Linked DNA regions of Mus musculus: all the other regions are linked to region 3. The links are chromatin contacts, called in public HiChIP or PLAC-seq and Micro-C maps. All regions are on one chromosome and are shown on one strand. The core of a region is the stretch at or near the end of the contact, and the rest is flanking DNA. Distances in the headings are between cores, read along the strand shown. Region 1 holds the start of Gpr176 (G protein-coupled receptor 176). Region 2 holds the start of 4930412B13Rik (RIKEN cDNA 4930412B13 gene). Region 3 holds the start of Thbs1 (thrombospondin 1).

Evidence for each region. Hi-C and Micro-C count contacts between places; a contact is called where the count stands out from the background. HiChIP or PLAC-seq counts read pairs in DNA pulled down with a chosen protein or histone mark.
Region 1: a contact with region 3 is called in a Micro-C map of embryonic stem cells, with 2.9 times the contacts expected there. The contact joins the promoter of Gpr176 here to the promoter of Thbs1 in region 3. A contact is called at or near these places in 1 of 39 promoter capture datasets (embryonic stem cells) and 2 of 484 Hi-C or Micro-C datasets (embryonic stem cells and nephron progenitors).
Region 2: an H3K27ac HiChIP or PLAC-seq map of cardiomyocytes shows a contact between it and region 3, with 6 times the contacts expected there. The contact joins the promoter of 4930412B13Rik here to the promoter of Thbs1 in region 3. A contact is called at or near these places in 3 of 39 promoter capture datasets (embryonic stem cells, hematopoietic stem and progenitor cells and neutrophils), 2 of 15 datasets of contacts at CTCF or cohesin (the NIH/3T3 cell line and large pre-B cells), 2 of 484 Hi-C or Micro-C datasets (bone marrow-derived macrophages and epidermal suprabasal cells), 16 of 115 datasets of contacts at active chromatin or transcription factors (bone marrow-derived macrophages, cardiomyocytes, craniofacial prominence and 12 more) and 1 of 9 other capture datasets (liver).

What each region holds. Positions count from the first base shown.
Region 1 is chr2:118,371,782-118,374,701 of GRCm38.p6, forward strand. It overlaps Gpr176 (G protein-coupled receptor 176), which reads right to left and starts at 1,638. Exons shown (of 3, transcript NM_201367.3): 1 at 1,238-1,638. The coding sequence starts at 1,406.
Region 2 is chr2:117,820,261-117,823,383 of GRCm38.p6, forward strand. 4930412B13Rik (RIKEN cDNA 4930412B13 gene) reads left to right here and starts at 1,668. Exons shown (of 6, transcript NR_040631.1): 1 at 1,668-2,442.
Region 3 is chr2:118,110,400-118,113,194 of GRCm38.p6, forward strand. It overlaps Thbs1 (thrombospondin 1), which reads left to right and starts at 1,477. Exons shown (of 22, transcript NM_011580.4): 1 at 1,477-1,676; 2 at 2,216-2,310; 3 at 2,571-2,795. The coding sequence starts at 2,244. It overlaps Gm13986 (predicted gene 13986), which reads right to left and starts at 803. Exons shown (of 10, transcript NR_126479.1): 1 at 298-803.

The sequences.
Region 1 (2,920 bases), core at 388-2,887, 260 kb after region 3:
TGCTCCATGATAGAACGTGGAAGCTAGCTATTACAACAGAAAGGGCTAGAAGGATGACAACTTGAGAAAGTATGAAGGGAAATTCCACACGTTATTTTTTTTCCAAATATAGTCTTTTAATATCTCAGATGTCTTGGTTTCCATGGAAATTCTCAAGTGTCTAGGAAATATAATTTATTCTGACTTTGAAACTTTGACTTCTCTTCTCCACAACATCCACACATAAATTGTAATCTTTTCACATTCTTAAAAATGTCACAACAGAGAATTTAAGCCTGTTTGCTAGTATCCATTGTGCTTGCCAAACCTCAATGGAAAGCAGTCTGATTGTACTGTTTATTGTTTAAAGAGTTGCCCTAAAAAGCAAGAGCCATTTAAGAGTAGGGGGGAGGAAAGATGAGTCTCACCCTAACCCACACACATTTTACTAGCCATTGCACAAGAAATTACAAGAACAGTAATTCTTTCATCCTTTTTATGTCCTGCAGCTCTTTTTGAAAACGGATCCAGTGCCCTGTAACAGAGTAGCGCAGTTCATTTTGGTCAATTTATTTTCTTTAATCCCCTCTGAACAAGGGAGGAAATCTATAATCTTCTGTGAGTGGTTTGAGACATTTGTTGTTGGTTTTTTTTTTTTTTTCTTATCTCTGTTATGCACTTAAAATACAGGTGGAGGAGTCCAGTGGGTTTCGTTTTACTCAAAGATTGTAAAATTATCTGAAGACAATGTAAAGTTTAACTTCACACGCTCTTAAAAAAAAAAAAAAAAAAAGTCCCCGTTACTAGAAACAAACCAAAACTGACATGTAAAATAGAGCTCTCTCAAAAATAATTATCTTATATCGGAAATAGTAGCGCAAAAACACATTTTTGACTGAGTTAACATTCCTTCATCAGTCACAAATTCCCCGGGAATCGTTGCTCCTATTTGTAAACAAGAGCTAGAGGCAGCGATGCTCCCGGGCACCAGAAGGTAAGCGGTGATGCGCGGAGTCTGAAGCTTTGGACAAGGGCTGTCTGGACAGGTCTTTCGCCAGAACCCTGTACCTGTACCATCCTGCCAAGAGAAGCCCTGTCCCAACTCTTCTGCTTCCAGCCTCCAGGCTGGAGGTGACCGTCCTTGCTTAACTTAAACCTCCTTCAACTCCCCGCACATGGCCAGGCACCCCGCACCCCACGGCAGCTCTTGTGTCCTCGGGAAAGTCCGGCCCGCTGGTGGCCCCGCGGGTTGGCTTACCCAGTAGCGAGCCAATGAAGATGACGACCTGCACGGTGGTGGTGAACTGGCGGTACAGCTGAGCCTCGCTCAGCTCCCCGAACGCGCTGAGGTTGGCGCCAGCCTCGGCGCCCGACGTGTTGCGCGGGTGGCTGGTGTTCGGTGACACCCAGCTGCTGTTGTGCCCCATAGCGAAGCCCGGGGTTTGCGCTCGTCCGCCTGGCCTCTGAGCCCAGCGCACAGCCGCTCCTGCCCCGGGCGTGGAGGGACCGACGCTCGGGAGCCAGGCAGCGTCCTGCAGAGCCGGCCAGCCGGCTAGCCCCTCACGTCTGCTCATCGCCTAGCCAGCCATCCGCGAGGAGGGGTGGGAGGGAGGTGCGGCCGCGCCCCATGCCTGCTCCCCCCTGGGCCCGTCAGCAACCACATGGAGGCGGCACGGTCACAGAGCATCGCTGGGCCCTCCTCCCGAGGGGGGGGGAGGGGGCGGGCAGCGCGGCCAAGCCCACCCAGCACACACATCGGTGGCTGCGGAGGACCCCGCGCACGCTCTGATCCTCTCTCCCTAGTGGGATGGGAGCATTTGGCTGAAGCTATATTTCAATGCCGCTAGTAGCTTCGAAGCTGGGGCGGTGCGAATCCCCATGAAATGCCCCAGCCTAGTGATCATAGCTGGGAAGGTGGGGGCTAAACCAAGGGCAGCCAAGGCTGGGCAACAGGCCCTGAGTGTCCACAGCTTGGCCCCCGCACACTCGGCTGAACGCCAGGACTCTGGGACGCTCAGCTGGGGTCTAATCCCCAGGGCTGCCTGAACCCCTGGAGCCGGCTCTGCACCCCCCGCCACTTTGCCTTTACAAGCCGCCCCCACCCTTGGCCTCAGCCCCACCACTCCAGGTCGGATCTTGGCTTGGACAGATTGTCGTGACCTAGCAGGGACCAGGTAGGATGCCCCTAGCGGGGCAGAGCCGCCGCCCGCTCTGCAGCCGGGCTCCCAGCGCGTGCCTGGGGCAGTCGGGGCCGCGCGGCAGGCAGGCGAGGTCACGTGACGCACGACCCACCCCCTCACGCTGCTGGTGAGGGACGTAGCGCCATTTTGCCCCAGTGGAGCGTGACTTCGTCGCGGGGCGCGTGGGAGGCGCGCAGTTTCAGTATCTAGCTGCTGAAGGATGCACTGCGTTTGCTGCTGTGGTTACTGCCCCAGCGTCCTTAGAGGTACAGCCTGCAGGCTCTATATCATTTGCCACTGCCATCTGGGCAGGGAGCCCAGCCTCCCGGGCCCTCCGTCAAGTCAAAGCCTTGTCCATCTTCGAAAGGTGGACTAAAGGAACCCACTGATGGTTTCCCAGGCCCTTTCATTGGGCCTCACCTCCACACGGGGCACTGCTAATGAATTCAGCGATGAAGACTTGGAGGGGGTTTCCTGCAGGCTGATGTAAATTGGGAAGTTGGGATAAGCAGGCATACAAGAAGAAATAATAAGGCAGGAGGAGTGAAATGGAAACAAGGAACTAAGAGAAGGATCAAGGGAAGAAAAATATAGAAATGAGCCAGGCATGGTGGTGCATACCTCTAATCCCAGAGTTTTGGAGGGAGAGGCAAGAGAATTGGGAATTTGCTACAAAATAAATTGGCAGGCTTGAATATGTGAGACCTTTCACGGCAAAAAAAAAAAAAAAAAAAAAAAAAAAAGTGGAGGTCACCTTGATC
Region 2 (3,123 bases), core at 418-2,917, 290 kb before region 3:
AGGAGTACTGAATCCAGTGTGCTAGACTCAAGAAAAAAATGGAAAAAATTGACAAGCTCCCCCCACCTTCCCCTTAAAAATTATTTGAGAACAGAAGTAACTATAGGCAAGAAGCATGAAGCCTCTGTCAAAAATCAGTGACGATGTATTTGGGCCTGCTGTTGCAGAAAGATGAGAATACAGCAAGCTGTAACAAATTCATTCTTCCAGAATGGGGTATGTACACAAAGTGCCATGCTTTCCACAGCCAGGGTGTTAAAGGGAAACCCAATGTTTAATGCAAAACAACAACAAACACAGATTAGGTCTAATCACCTAAGTAAACCAGGTCTCTGATAAGAAAACTAAGATTCTAAGTGCCTTCAAAGCACACCATAAATGGAGACAATAAACATAAATATGATTATGTTAAATCTTCTCAAAGTTACCTGTTGCCTGTAACCCTCACAATATATAAATTGCTCAGCTTCATTTGAAAACTGACCTAAAAGTTGAAAGAAGCTCTAAAGATGAACAAAATTTCCAATCAGTACATTTGTGTAGCCATTTGAGTAAACTTGATCTGGTGCTCACACAACAGTTGATGAAGAAGTGAATGGTGTGGCTGGCAGGAGTTGGCATGGGTCAGCATGTGGCTGCATGTGCCAAACTCTTATTTTGGCAGGGTGAATAAACTGTAAGTGAAGTTATCTTTTCCAACTCTTTGCAAGCCATAAGCAATTAAGATGCAAGTTTTAACATGCTGTCTGCATTTAGCCCCTAGGGAAAGTTTTGCCTTGCTTCATTTTGTTTGTTTATATATCTTCCTTAGAATCTTACCAAGAAATAGTACAATTTGCATGCATGGTAATTACTTAAATAAGAGGACTAAGTACAAGAACATATTTCCAAACGCCACGCCCAATGCTCTAGGGCTTGCGCTGCTAGCTTTTGAAAGGTTACACCTCCCTGAACAATTGAATATGGAACAAACATTAGAGTCACAATGCATGTCTCAGTAAAAAAAGGCTTAATGCCTCAGGCAATGATATTACCTATCAGTCCCTTAGTCTGTGGAGTGTATTCCGGTTACTTTTATACATTGGTATATATGGCTCTCTGTCTCTGTCTCTGTCTCTGTCTCTTTCTCTCTCTCTGTCTCTTTCTCTCTGTGTCTCTCTGTCTCTCTCTCTTTCTCTCATCTCTGTCCCTCTGTGTCTCTGTGTCTCTCTCATCTCTGTCTCTCTGTCTCTCTCTGTCTCTGTCTCTGTCTCTCTCTCTCTCTCTCTCTCTCTCTGTGTGTGTGTGTGTGTGTGTGTGTGTGTGTGTGTGTGTGTGTGTTTAGTATTTCAGGATCAGATTAGCATCTGAATTGGTGTATAAGTATACTCTAGTCCATTGAGGGAAATTATGAAATAAAAGGGTGAAGAAAGAGAGAAGTTACTCTCTATCTCTTAGTGTTGGAGCTGGTTAAGCACCTTCATCTGCTCCCTGACTGAGACACCATTGGACAACTGGTTCTTTGGTTTCACTGGGAATGAAAGCACACACCAGGTTTTCCTGGGCACCCAGCATGTAGAGAGCAGATCATGAGAGTTCTTAGCTTCCGTAGTCACCTGAGCCAATTCCATCTAGCAGAGTTACCATAAGGAACTGTGGGCACACATTCTGTGTTCTGTTTCTCTGGAGAACTCTGATACAGAACATGAACATAGGAAGTGGGATACTACTCTAACAAATATCTGGAAAATGTGTGTAAAGCCATGGAATGGGTACCTGAGTAAACACTGGACAAGCTTTTACACGTGTACTGGAGAAGAGGCTATTGAACAGGTCATAGTGAGGGCTCAGAAGAAAAGAGGAAAGCTGAGGAGAATGCTATCATGTTCTTGGAGAATACATAAATAAAATGTAGAGGTTACAGGTATGACACAGACATTAAGCCCAATTCTAATGAGGTCTCTGATGGAAACGAGAACCATGCTATTGGGAGACAGAAGAAGGGACCTTGTTACTAAGCAGCATAGAACATGACGAAATTATGTTTGTACCCTCATATTTTCTGGAAAATAATTTGAGAGTGATTAACGAGATACTTAGCCGGGTCGGTTTCCAGAGGAAAGTATTGAGGGACTTGACTGCCCCTGGCTGCTTCTAAGACATGAAGGGGTCATTAAGCCAAACAGAACCAGAACTGCACAAACTTGAGCTGTTCTCAGCATGTCCGTACTGTAAGAAGTGGGAAAAGATGTTTGGAACAGAGTACAACACTCAGGAAATATGACTCACCACTTGATAAGACAATTGGTCCAGACATGAGCTATCAACATAATCACCCACCTCAGCAGAGGCCAGGAATAAACACGGGAATTTTACCAATAGAAACTTTGCCACACCGAACTAAGGCAAACAGCACTGAATGAATGAAGTCTGAAAACATCCTATTTCACATATATAAAAAAGGTGAGTAGCAATGGGGTGGCAATCCAGAGGCCAATCAGGTAGGCCATTCTCATTCTCGCCACAGGCTAAGGGGGCAGGGCTGCTCTCTCCACATACTGTCAAAGCTATGCAAGCATACTGTGGCCCATTCCATAGTGACTCCTGCTAAAATCAGGCATGTAACTTTGTGTAACAAAAAGGAGAAAAGGAAACATAAATCTCCAAGGAGTATTAAATGTCTCTCACATAGCTGCTCGATGAGAGAAAACAAGATTAAGTTTGGAAATTGCGGGTATGTTAAAAAGACAGAAATGACTTAGGATCTTGGGATGGTCCAACCCTGGTCTCTCATATCTTCTCCTTTCTCTCAGTCCTTATTTACTAATTTCTTCCCTAAGCCACTCATTTACACAATAGACATGTACTGAGTTCCTGCCTGACACGAACTGTGCAAGTTGTCAGCATTAAAGATATGATTACAACTCAGCTCAGTCATGAAGAACTCCATAGGCTAACATGCAAATAAATGTGTGTAAATGGGCCAGTGAGATGGCTCTGCGGTTAATATCATTGACTGCTCTTTTGAAGGTCCTGAGTTCAAATCCCAGCAACCACATGGTGGCTCACAACCATCTGTAATGAGATCTGACTCACTCTTCTGGAGTGTCTGAAGACAGCTACAGTGTACTTACATATAATAAT
Region 3 (2,795 bases), core at 227-2,726:
TACTTATCTACAAGAGGCACTGGCTGTGTAGCTGTGTACCCGGAGTAACTAGGAAACACTCTGTAAGCCCCTCCTTGCGTGTACGCACACATACCACGCACACTCACACACCTTGTCACCGAACACTCCCTCCCACACAAGGAAAGTGAAATTGCTGTGTGATGAGCATAAAGTCCTGGGTGTTTCCAAGGTTTGGGAGTCCAGCCAGGTGTAACTGATAAGGGGAGGGAGCCCCAGCTGTCCCTCAGCCGGCCCCGCCCTGATTCTGCCAAGATCCTTATTTGGTGATGCTTTTACCTGGATCCCTGGACTCAGAGCCAAGCCTGCTCACGCAGGGCCACAGCTGGAGAAGCATCGCCGCCGCTGACGTCCCTTCCCAAAGAGATGAATGGAATTCCAGGCAGCTGGAGTCATCTTGGCTCCGGACCGATGGCATTGAGACCAGACTTCAGAGACAAAGGATCAGGCAGCAGTCTACTGATGGAAAAGTGTATACCCACAGAAATGTAAACCACACCTCGGTTTTGGGAGCCGAAAAAATGAAAAAAAAACTGTTTAGGGAGAAAGATGGGAAATAAAATAATAGGTAGAGAGTAATTTATAACTCTACGGGTCCGTTCTGTAAATAGTGTAAGATCCTGGAGCCAGATGGTTCAGCAAATTCTCCTATCGGGAGTCACGTTAAGAAACACGAGTGGGCACAAAATTGTTTTTCAAGACACAATTTCAATTTTGCCTTGAGGGAGCGGGATATAAATTCGCTTCCTTAAAATGCCGCTAAAAACTCTCCGAAAGGATCCCCTAAATCAGAATACATATACCGCCCCCAAGCGGCCATCTGAGGAAGCAAAGTAGAACTGGGGAAAAAACTCTCGACTTGGACAGTGAGTCGGAAGGCGACCTCCGTGCACGGTCCTGCTGGCCCTGTGCAACACCGTGCTGACACCCTTAGTGAGTCAGACGGAAGGCAGGCGTGCGGGACAGGAGTGAAGCGCAAAGTATAGATGACATGGGATCCCCCACCCACCAGGATTGACTCAGGAGGCAGCTTCCTTTAAGGGGTCCAACCTTTTGCCCTCTTTTATTTTTAAACCAGACTGTCTCGATCCCCAAGCGTCTCTGTCATGGAATTATTCAAGGAGATGTGCTTTAATGAAAGCCTCCCTAAAGGGTCTTAGGTGGTCCCCAAAGAAGCATCGCGTCTGGGGACTCTCATGCAGAACGTCTCCAGTTCACATGGCGCAAGATCCTAAGCGCTAAAGGCTGAGTACGCCAAGGCTGCGTGGGCGGAGACCTATTTTTCTGACAAGTTCCAGGGCTCCTGTGCGGGATCGGAGTCTCCCCCTTCACTTTCAGCCCGAGAGCTGTGCGCCAAGCAGCAGGGGGCGGAGAAATGAACCCGTCCGTCCCCGTCCCCCGCCCCCGCCCCCGAGAACCCTCCCCCCTCCCTGCTTCCTGCCTCTTTAAAAGGTCCTGGGCTCCTCAGTCAAGCCAGCCACTGCCTGGAGTCAGCCAGCCTCATCGGACTTCTGCAGGCAATCGCGAAGCTGCTATCCAGTTCTGCCACGGTCTCTCCCGGCGCACCGGCAGTCTCAGCGTCTTCACCGGACTCAGCGTCCTTGTCCTTCACTTCACCTTTGCCACCTCTCCGGGTTACTGAGCCCCGGTGCACACAGGTAAACCTCCCGCCTCTGCGGAGCACCTGGCCGGCCACCTCAAAGCCCCAGGCTGCAGATGATCAGCGCTACTCCTCATCTCCTACTCTTCCCCTTCTGGTTTTCCTAACTCCTTTATCCTGCCCCGTCTATCCCCTGGAAAGAACTTTCCGGAGCTGGTTCTCTTCAGCCTTCGGGTTCACAAACTATACCTCCAAGACACCCCAAGATTTTCTCCCCAGTAGTCTCCAGGTTACCCCTGACTGTCGCCATCCAAAATACATTCTGTAATCTTGTCTAAAGGGGCGGGGGGGAGGGGACGGACCCAAGTCACTTTATACCCTTTATCCTGGAACTCCAACAATCCCCCTGCCTCTGGCGCTCTTTTTATACTGGATACCGTTTGGAAAGTAAACCCTTCTTTTTCAGCACATATGGGGCAAAAGAAGAAACACACACACACACACACACACACACACACACACACACACACACACACCTCTGCCCTTCCACCTTGCTTCCTGGTCTCTGACTCTGGCCTCCTGTGCTTCTTGCTACAGGCTCCGTGTTGGGCACAAAGGCTCCACCATGGAGCTCCTGCGGGGACTAGGTGTCCTGTTCCTGTTGCATATGTGTGGAAGCAACCGCATTCCAGGTGAGTTTGTGATATATTCATTTTCCTCCCCCTTCTCCTCTCTCTCTCTCTCTCTCTCTCTCTCTCTCTCTCTCTCTCTCTCTCTCGATAGCTCCTGTGTTTCCTTGGAGTCCTTATCTCCTGATAAGGATGCAGCTTCCCTCGCTCAGCTTTCCATAATTGCCATTATTGTCACGAGTTCCCACCTTGGCTCCTCACAGCCAGAACTTTACCCCCTTATACCTAGCCTAGAAAGCCGATTGTCTTCTCTCTCCTTACAGAGTCTGGGGGAGATAACGGTGTGTTTGACATCTTTGAACTCATTGGAGGTGCACGAAGGGGCCCCGGTCGCCGACTGGTGAAGGGCCAAGATCTATCCAGCCCCGCCTTCCGCATTGAGAATGCCAACCTGATCCCCGCTGTGCCGGATGACAAGTTCCAAGACCTACTGGACGCTGTGTGGGCCGACAAAGGCTTCATCTTCCTGGCTTCCTTGAGGCAGATGA